Linked DNA regions of Astyanax mexicanus: region 2 is linked to region 1. Evidence: chromatin contacts called from public Hi-C data. All regions are on one chromosome and are shown on one strand. Each heading gives the region's core, a stretch centred on a gene start, on an enhancer-like site or on the middle of the called end of the contact. The rest is flanking DNA. Distances are from core to core; before and after follow the strand shown.

The links. Hi-C and Micro-C count contacts between places; a contact is called where the count stands out from the background.
Region 2: a Hi-C map of blood shows a contact between it and region 1, with 4 times the contacts expected there. The contact joins the promoter of LOC103026644 here to the promoter of si:ch211-11n16.2 in region 1. A contact is called at or near these places in 2 of 3 Hi-C or Micro-C datasets (blood and muscle).

What each region holds. Positions count from the first base shown.
Region 1 is chr18:32,306,611-32,311,806 of AstMex3_surface, reverse strand. It overlaps si:ch211-11n16.2 (zinc finger FYVE domain-containing protein 1), which reads left to right and starts at 2,722. Exons shown (of 11, transcript XM_007234519.4): 1 at 2,722-2,968. The coding sequence starts at 2,849.
Region 2 is chr18:32,502,626-32,507,821 of AstMex3_surface, reverse strand. It overlaps LOC103026644 (polynucleotide kinase 3'-phosphatase), which reads right to left and starts at 2,530. Exons shown (of 18, transcript XM_049466915.1): 1 at 2,381-2,530; 2 at 1,973-2,147. The coding sequence starts at 2,093. zgc:162193 (TRPM8 channel-associated factor homolog) reads left to right here and starts at 4,107. Exons shown (of 7, transcript XM_049467264.1): 1 at 4,107-4,474. The coding sequence starts at 4,473.

The DNA of each region.
Region 1 (5,196 bases), core at 1,473-3,972:
CATTAGGTTAATCAGGAGCTGCTTTACTGAATATTCCCAGAATGAAGTACAAAAAACTGGTGAAGCAGCTTTCTGTTTTTACGCTCCAAAATTTGGAACTCGTTACCAATTAAAATGCGTCAGGCATGGAGTGTTACTAGCTTTAAAAAACAGCTAAAAACCTTTTTTTAACATAGCTTTTTATTAGCTTCTTTTCTGTTATTTATAACTTTGTTGTTCTTTATTCTGTTTATTTTATTCTGTATTTTATTTATTTATTTTTTATTTCATATTATTTAATTAAACCTTTACTTTTTAACTGTTTTTATTTGTTTGATATTACTTATTGTGTTACACTTTTGTGTTTTATTTAATTTCATTGTGAGGCACTTGGAGATGCATTTTTATGTATAAAAGGTATAAATAAAGTTTATTTTTTTGCTGTTTGATGCAAAAGGAAATTCACACCATACTAATGTTTTATGATAACAGAGATTCATTTATATTTGTAATTCATAGTATTGTAATTCATAAACATATTGCAAGTAAATAACCAAATTGGCTACAGATATATAATTTCTTTCCTAGTATTTTAAATCATAATTTCAGATATCTACACTGTAATTCAGAATAGCACAAATGATGAAATTTCAGCAAAATATCTCTAATGTAATGTCATTTTGACTGGTATTAATATACATTTAGGACGTGAGTTTTAAATCTCTATAAAATAACTGGTTTGCCATATCCTCCTGAATTGAACCAGTAGTGAAACAGTAACCCTGAAAGCAGTCAGGGTTCAGTGTGTTATCCAGCAGGTGGCACCAGCAGGTCTACTGTATTTTTAAAAGCCCAGCTAACAAATAGGACAAAAAGTAACATTCTACATTCTATTCAATAAATATACAGTTTCTGCTGATGCTATATTTTGAACACAAGCACACCTTTCTGCTGCACAGCACGTTTGTATTACTCCTCTGGTGAGAACTTCACTATAACTCAACAGGGAGAGTTTACGGGAATTTTAAGCCGCAGTATCCCTTTAAAACTGGACTTAATTTAGCAACTATTAAACATCCATCTCACTCATTCCTGTTTCAGATTTTCATTTATGCATCTGATTTTGTATTTGGTTATCAAACTTTAAAATTCTAAGTTGTTATATAGAATTAATCATGAATTATTATTTTTCAACAGCAAATTTCACCAAGTTTAAAACACACAAAAAAATGTGAAAAATCTAATGCATAAATCAAACCATTAAATATTTAAACTTCATTAAATCTCAATGATTTTTTAATCCCTTGTACTCTGTGGATTTCTTATATCCTAAGGATAATTGGCATAAAGGTGGTCAAACTATTATGCTTGATTAGTGTATATTTCATAGCCTTATATTCATTATTCCTAAGTAAACACTTGGTACTAGCTATATTAATTTATAGCTATATTTATGTAAGATTTTGCCACAGTAACCAAAACATAATTCAATATATTAATTGTATTATTACTGTTTAAGTAAGTAAGTAATGTTGATTTATGTAGAACTGTACTAGCACATCTCACAAAGTGCTTTACAGATAAAATAAAAATAGATAAATATATAAAAATAAACAAAAATAATCTACAACACAAAAGATCGAAGAACGAAGGTATCAAATGTCAACATAATCTTTAAGATTCAGAAACAAGAGTTTAGATCGGACTCAAAAAATCCAGCTGGACCTTATCCAAGCAAAGAATCTAAAAACATTGCTAAAAAACAAGAGAATAAAATAAGTTTCTTAAAAATATGAACCAGTGCTGAAAGTCTGAGGTCAGCAAGGAGATCGATCCACAGTCTGGAAGCTGCAAAAGCCTGGTCACTCTTTAAGTTTAGTTTAGTTTGTGGAACAGTCAGTAACCCTTGTTTGGTGGATCTTACAGATTTAGCATTATTAAGTGAACATAAATGCTCAGTAATATAAATGTAAGCCTCATTATGTACAACCTGCTGGATTCTACAGAATATCTCACCGGCACCCACATTAACACTAAAGCCAGATCAGAAGATGCTTTGCACTTGGTTTAATTAAAATGCTCATCATTGAGTGAATCCAGAAATTAACCCGATTCTGCCTTTTGCTCTGAGAACTTTTCACTGCTTTCTGTAAAAACTTTATAATTCAGTATTGTATTCTTACTTTCAGTCCTTTAGTCTAATAAACTACTGCAAACTTAATTACAAAAAAATGTTGAATACTTCAGTACTTTTATTAAAGTGTGTAGTACTTTTACTTCCACTTGAGTCTAGGTCTTACATGCCTTAAAATCACATCCACATTACTAACAGACAGCCTTGCCTTCAGCCCAGCATAATCAAGGTCTAACTGCACCTTATTGGACACATCCTCCCACGATAAGGACATCTGTCTGGTCCCCACTCAACCTGGGAAAGTTCTGAGACATCCAGACTTTAATAGCTGTCACATAGTTTGTAAGATTGGCCAGTGTCCCAATGTCATTTATGTATACTGCTAAATAAATCTGAGTATCATCAGCATACAAATGAAAAGAGACATTTAAATTGCCAAATGTCTTTAATGTTTAATGTTAAATGGCAGTAAATCCCCCAATTTTAGGTCTCCATAAAGTATTACGGCCTTAACTTTAGGTACTTCCCAGAGCTGGATTATCATCTGGAGTGCAGTCAGCAGGAGGCTGTGTCACATTTCCCGCCCTCAGCCCCTCAGTCTGCGCCCTACAGAGCGCGGAAGAGCAGAGCAGAGGGAGCGGGCACCGCGGACACTACCGTGCGGTGAAGTTCCCTCACTAACTCGCCTTTCATGTACGATACCCTGCCTTCATCTTTATCCTCCTCCTCACAGACATGTCGGAGATGCTGCTGAAGGAGATGGAAGAGGTCTCTCTGGGTCCGCCGTCCAAGAAAGAGGAGAAGGAGCGGGAAGGCCGGAGTTTCCTCTTAGTGGATGGAAGCGAAGCTCTGCAGGTAAGTTAGCTAAAGCGAGCCCTCAGAACGTCATCTAGGGTGCATGTCAACAATAGCCAGGCTAGGCTAACTGAGCTGTGGGGAGATAATAACGAAATACGCTGAAAATAAATACATTTGATTTCAGAGGGACATGTGACAGTATTTTGTGTAGCTGCCACACAGTTCTCCCCAGTCTCTAAGCAAGCTGTCAGGTTGTGTTTGTTAGTTTAAACAGACTTTAAATGGTGTAAAAACAAGTCAGTGTTTTGTCACTAGGTTAGCTATGCTAAGCTAAGCTAAACTAAGTAGTAGCTTCGGTAAGCGTGCAAGACATTAATGTTAACCAATACTGTGCTAGGTAGCTATGCTAACAAAGTTATTTAAAACTAGTAACATAGCTAACCTAGTTAATCTAATTATTAAGGATTTGTTAGACTGTAGTGCTAGCTAGGTTAGTTCAACTGTCTTACTGACAACTAAACAAAGCAAGAAGATACTAGAGTTTTGAGTTCTGAAGAAAGTCTAGAAAACAGATTTAGCTCACAGGCGAATGACAAATACGTTAATCACGGAGGAATAGGTGTCTGTTAGTTTAAACAGACTTTAAATGGTGTAAAAACATGTCACTGTTTTGTAGCTAGCTAAGCTAAGCAACCATGTGAGTCTCTAGGCTGCTAGCTATGCTAACAAACAAAGCACTGTATTCTTGCCATCTTCTTTTTTTAGACAGTGTTTGGTTGTGTAGATAAATACTTATAATTACAGAGGGACATGTGACAGTATTTTGTGTAGTTTCCACAAGGTTCTCCCCAGTCAGTAAGCTAGCTGTCATGTTTTGTTTCTTAGTTTAAAAAGACTTTTTAAATGGTGTAAAAACAAGTAAATGTTTTGTAGCTAGCTATGCTAAGCTAAACTACGCCTGCAGTAGCCTAGGGACAAAGAGTAGCTTACAGTAATTTAGATAAGCGCACAGTTACATAAACCAGTAGTGTGTTAATTAGCTATGCTAACAAAGCACATATCTTGCAATCCTTTAATTGTAGTCAGTATGTGTTTGGGTGTGTAGATTCGCTAGTAAACCTTGTTATTACGGATGTATTAGAGTATTGCGTTAACTACTCAACTTACTGATAACTAGATAGATAACTAACTAGATAGGTTAGATATTTTATTGATCACAGAGGGAATTATCTAGAACTAAGCAAGGCAAGCACAGATACAGGAAGCTTAAGTTCTGGAGAAAGTGTAGAAAAACAAACCTAGCTCACAGGCGAGTGGCACAAATACGTTAATCACGGTGGAATAGAAACAGACTTTAAATGGTGTAAAAACATGTCACTGTTTTGTAGCTAGCTATGCTAAGCTAAGCAGGCGTACAGTAGTACATGAACCATGTGAGTCTCTAGGCTGCTAGCTATGCTAACAAACAAACAAAGCACAGTATTCTTGCCTTCTCTTCTTTTTTTTAACAGTGTGTTTGTTTGTGTGTACCTAGTTGATCAAAAAAAAGTTAACCTAAGGATTAACTTAGATAAAAGACTGTAGTAAACTTAACTACTGACAACTGATACAGGAGGCTTTAGTTCTGGAGAAAGTTACAATTGATGAAAGTTTGTAAAAGTAACATAGCATAGATAAGATAAATGCGGTGAAACTAGCTGGTTAGCTAGTGAAATAAATATATTCTTAACACTGAGTAATACCTCGATGGCAATAGCATTTAAGTGTAATTGCCATAAGATTTCCACTACTAAAGCAGCCACCAGGCTTTTGATTGTTGGGTTAAATAGAGTTTATATCGAAAGCAAAGTGTCCATGTTTTGGATTTATGCTAATCTAAGATAAACTAAGCTTACAGGACAAGAACTAAGTGAACCACCAGGCTGCTAGCTAGCTATGCTAACAAAACACAGTGTTCTTGTCTCATCTTATTATTACTATTGAATGTGTGTTTGGCTATGTAGGTAGTTAATAAGAACAGTTGGGGAAAAATTCTAAGTGTAATAACAATGTTGGATATCCCGATGTCAGTGTGTTGCACAATAAATGAATGCTATTGAAATGTACACTCCAAATTCCAATAGAAATGCTGCAAAATTACTTTCATTTTAAAGTTCATGACATTTGGAGAAAATTATGTTTTTATCTTCTATGAAACCAAGCATATTCTTAAGGCCCAGGGATTTGGAAATTTCTTTAGTCCTCCAATTAAATAAAAGTACAAAAATGTTTGCCCTCAAATTTAT
Region 2 (5,196 bases), core at 1,281-3,780, 200 kb before region 1:
CCATGCCTTAATAAGTTGTGGCCACAATTTAATTTTCTCATTCCCACCAATTAGAAACTCATTCCTTTGCCTTAATTATCTCATTCCCACTCTTTAGTATCTCATTCCTATGCCTTCATAAGTCATGGCCACAACTTAATTATCTCAGTCACAAACATTAATTATCTCATTCCCACCCATTAGGATCTCGTTCCCACAGCCTAATAAGACATTGCCATGCATTAGTATCTAGTTCCCATGCCTTAATAAGTCATGGCCACAACTTAATTATCTCATTCACACACCTTACTTATCTCATTGCCACCCAGTAGAATCTCATTCCCACGCATCTTGTTCCCATGCCTACATTTTTTTCGTGGCTACGACTTAATTATCTTATTCCCACCCATTAGAGTGTTGTCCCACGCCTTAATAAGTTTCGGGAACGCATTAGCATTTTGTTCCCACAGGTTAGTAAGCTGTGGCCACAACTTAATTATCTTATTCCCACCCGTTAGGATGTCATTCCCACACCTTAATAAGTTGTTGCCACACATTAGTATCTCGTTCCAATGCCTTCATAAGCTGTGTCCAAGCCTTCATTTTCTCATTTCCGCCCATTAGGATCTCGTTCTCACGCCTAAATAAGTGGTGGCCATGTCTTAGTTTTCTCATTCACACGCCTTAATTATTTCATTCCCACCTGTTAGTATCTTGTTCCCATGTCTTAATAAGTGGTGGCCATGCTATATTTTTTTGTTAAACATGATGTCACCTTAGGGCATACCTGTCAAGTTTTGGACTTAAAAATAAGGGATTTTTTCCGCCGCCCCAACAGCCCAAACGAGGGAAAAAAAAAAAAAAATATATATATATATATATATATTATATATATATATATATATATATATATATATATATATATATATATATATATATTTATTTATTTATTTATTTAATAGATTTAAAATTGAAATTGAAGGGTGCACAAATTTACAAAAAGGACATGGATCAGATATATTCCATAAGTAAATAATAGTCCTAAGGGGCCTACACAATTAATAATCTTTCATTAATACTTCTTTCTATTGTTCAGTCCACTCCTGATCAGTTCAGTTAATTTCAGCCCTCTCCACATTTTCTCTCTCTCCAGCTCAACCATCTCTTCCACCCCTTCTAAATAATACATTACATTACATTATAATACATTACCACAATACTTGAGATTTAAACAAATTCTAACAAACCCTAAAACTAGCCCTGAACTAATAGAGTTTGGAAATGATAGTTATTGGCTGATCAGGCACATCAGGGCAGGGCATTATATATATATATATATATATATATATATATATATATATATATATATATATATATATATATATATATATATATATATATATTTTTTTTTTTTTTTTTTTTTTTTTTTTTTTTTTTCTCAAACCCTGAATATCTATCTAGCTAATTCTAAAGTTAAGCTGTATTTTATTAAACACACAGTGGGTTTAATTTATGTTTTGATTCAGAGAAGAGTCTTTTTAACCAGCTATCAGAAACAATCTCATCACAGTTTACATGGTTAATTACCTTTCTTTTAGAAAAATCTCCGTATATCCAGATTAGTTTTAACGACAGCTGCTCCGACTAGCTGCCTGAACTCACAGCGAGGGGAGGGGCGGGGCTTCCCGCACACTAAACTGCGCTCCGCAAAACCAGCTAGCTGATTGGCTGTTTCTCCTGAAAGGCGGGACTTTCTCCTTGAACCGGCACCACGATTGGTTAAGAGACACACAGCGGTCAGTGCATTGTCGCCTGTGGCCTATATATATTTTTTATTTAGTATAATACGGGAAATTTACGGGAAAATACTAAAACGGGAGGACGGCGGGAAAGAGGAATAAAATACGGTAGTTTCCCGGCCAAAACGGGAGACTTGACAGGTATGCCTTAGGGTCTCTGTATAATACAGAAGAGGCTGTAAGGGTGTATTTACCCTGATGTCTGGAACACTGTTTATCCTTCACTCCAGACTCAGGACCCCGACCCAGGATCAGGGCGCGTCCATCACACAGCTCCACCCGGGCTCCTGAGGGACTCAGTAGTGCACACTTCATTCCGAGGAGTGCGGTCGTTTACTTATCTGTTCCCTACGCTCTACGACCAGCAACCTGTAGTTAAATAAAAAGGATTTAATACACTTATTCCTCACTTATCATTTATTTTACGGCTTTAAATCACATCAGAATTATACATATTAATATTAATATAATCCTACATCACAGAACATTTAAATACACTTAGCATATCTTAGCTAACTAACACTAAACTAAACAGAAACAGCTCTCCACCACCTTCAAGCAGCTAACATACTAACCAGCCAAACGCGAAACAGCGCACTGACCAGATTACGACTTTAAAACGCCTTCAAGACTTTAAAAACGACAGAAAACAAGGATAATAGTTAGTCGGCTAACAAACTATCTAAACAGCTACACAACGCGTCCCTTTCAACAGCCCACTCTGTCCCAATCCAGCCCTCGCTCACTTCCCATACGCACTTCAAAGCGCAGGAAAAAACACAGAAAGGAAATAGGGGGGTTACTTTCTTTACAACACATCTAAAATCTCAGTTTATCACCCGTCCTGATAAATATTATTGTTTTAAATACTTTTTTGACCTTTTAAACGCAAGATAAAGTAGAACAAACAATAATACAGTGCGTTATATTGATTTATTAACGTTAACATTAAAAAAGAACAAAAGAGACATCCCTTTAAAATAATAATAAATAGATTTTCCCAAGTGGAAGTCAAGCCACAGCTGTTTTAATGGCAAGACTACCTATTTCCGGTACCGCCCGCTATGCCGTATTATTATAATCAGATAATGCAACTGCGCACCGCTAGAGAGAGCCCGCGAGAAAGTCCTTCATAAATAGAGAAAAATAGAGCTAAACGGCAAAAACTTTATTTAAAAACATAACTAACTATTTACCCTGTATATTAATTGTATTTTGGAAAGTACAATGAAGTATTTTACTAAAAAAGTAAAGAAATCTAGTCTATATTGTTAAATGTCTCTACAGTAAACGGGTTTTATTCAGTAAAGGCGCTAGCATTGCTGCTAGTCAGTGTTGATTGGTTGGTGAGTTCCTACTGAAGGTATTGCTCCTAAGTCTCCTAAAAAAAACTTTAGCATGTCGTTATAACGAGAAACTCTCGTTTTTATGAGCTTTAATATAGTTTAAACGACAAAGTATGTCGTAACAACATAGTATGTTGTAATTATAAAACAAACATAGCATTAGTATGAGAAACTAACTCGTTGTTATGAGTTACTGTGTCGTATTTATAAAATAAATGTCATAATTACGAGAAAATATCTTGTTTTTTGAGATATTGTAATAATAAAATAAACATCCCCTAATTTAGAGAAACTACCTATTTTTAAAAATCACTGTCGTAATTATAAAATACATATCCCATTATTATGAAAAAGTATCTTGTTTTTAAGTAATGTTGTTAAAACAACATTGTATGTCGTAATTATAAAATAAACATCTTGTAATTATAAGAAATCTGTTTTTTGTAAGTTACTATGTCGTACTTCAGAAAAAAAAGGGCTTCTTGTTATGACACGCTAAAGCTTTTTTTTTTTTTTTTATCATACTTGGCACCAATATTATTGCGCAATACTCTTAAACCACTGCATTGAGTCTGTTAATATGGCCCAGTGCTGTGTTCCCTGCTGTATTAATAGATCCGAGTCTAAAAAGACGACCCAACTGTCTCTGAACTGCGTGGGTGCTAACTATGAGATAGCTAACGCTAGCAACCACAGAGAAAAAAGACCCCTTTTGGATATGATTGATATATGCTAGCTATGGATTTAGTACAGTGTCTCTTACTGTATACAGATATTTAGTGCTTCTTTTGCCTTAGATGTTACTCAGTCAAAGTAATTATATCTTTAGCTAGCCTAGCCTGTGGCGCTAACGCTAACTAACTAAGTTAGTTAGCTCGCTTGCTAATGGCAAAGCCAAACTGCCTTTTTCCGATATCCTTGATATATGCTGTGGGTTTATTGCGATACTTTTTTGCTATAAAGTCACATTTTTGTGTTCTGTTCTTTGTTGCCCAACTACAGCAAAGATAAACTCTGATTTTGCTCAGTTGCTTCATATGAACTTATTAATTCTGGAGCGCCCTCTGGAGGCTGAATAAACAGGGTAAACGGTCTGGAGTGGGTGCTCTTCTCTATATAGACTCTCTGTTGAACGAAGGGGAGGAGGAGAGGGGTCTGGACTAAAATTTCCTACAGATTAATGATCTATCAGTTCCTCCTGCAGGCAGTTAAGAGAAAATCATTCTGGTAAAATTACAGCACAGCATAAATATATCACGATTTAACGTCGGAATTAGCTGGATAAACCTGTAATATTAAGAAGTACAGTTCATTCTACAGCCAGTAGGACAGCACCTCAAATCAAACCATGTAAGTAAAGCGAAAGTGAATACATCATTCATTTCTGGGTTTGAGTTCCAATCGGACTTTGAAACTTTTTGGAAATTAAATTATATTTATATTTTTTATAATACTTTATTACGAAAGGGACATGTACAAATTGTAGCATTTATTTGTAGCATATATTTGAACATACACAGGATCTCCACCCTCTTATGAACATATGCATAACTGTTTGAAAGATTTATGGTTTAAAAAGATTTACAAAACATGAATTATCTAAGAGTCAACATGTCCCAACGTGAAGTATTTTTTTATTTTTATTTTAAACAGATATTTTATGAATTGTGTGTCTGAATTCTCACCAGCAAATGATTTCACTTTTTTACTGTAGAGTAATTTACCACAGCATGACTAAAACTCGAATGTGAGAAATCCCAGAGCATAAAAAGATAGATATTGAGTTAAAGTCTGGAATTTAAAATAAGTTAATTTTTACTTGAAAATTGTTTCAGCATTACAGATATATAAAAGGAACATATATCAATAGATACTTTAGAAAAGAGTAAAAGTACATCAACAGGTCAACACAATGTATAATTGTATCTCTATAGATCAACACATTCACAACCCAGAGAGAGAGAGAGAGAGAGAGAGTGCAAATGACATGTAAATCAATAGGATCCAATGCAACTGGATAGTATCTTTTAATTTGGCTACATCAACAGAGTCCAGTTAACAGTTTGTTGTCC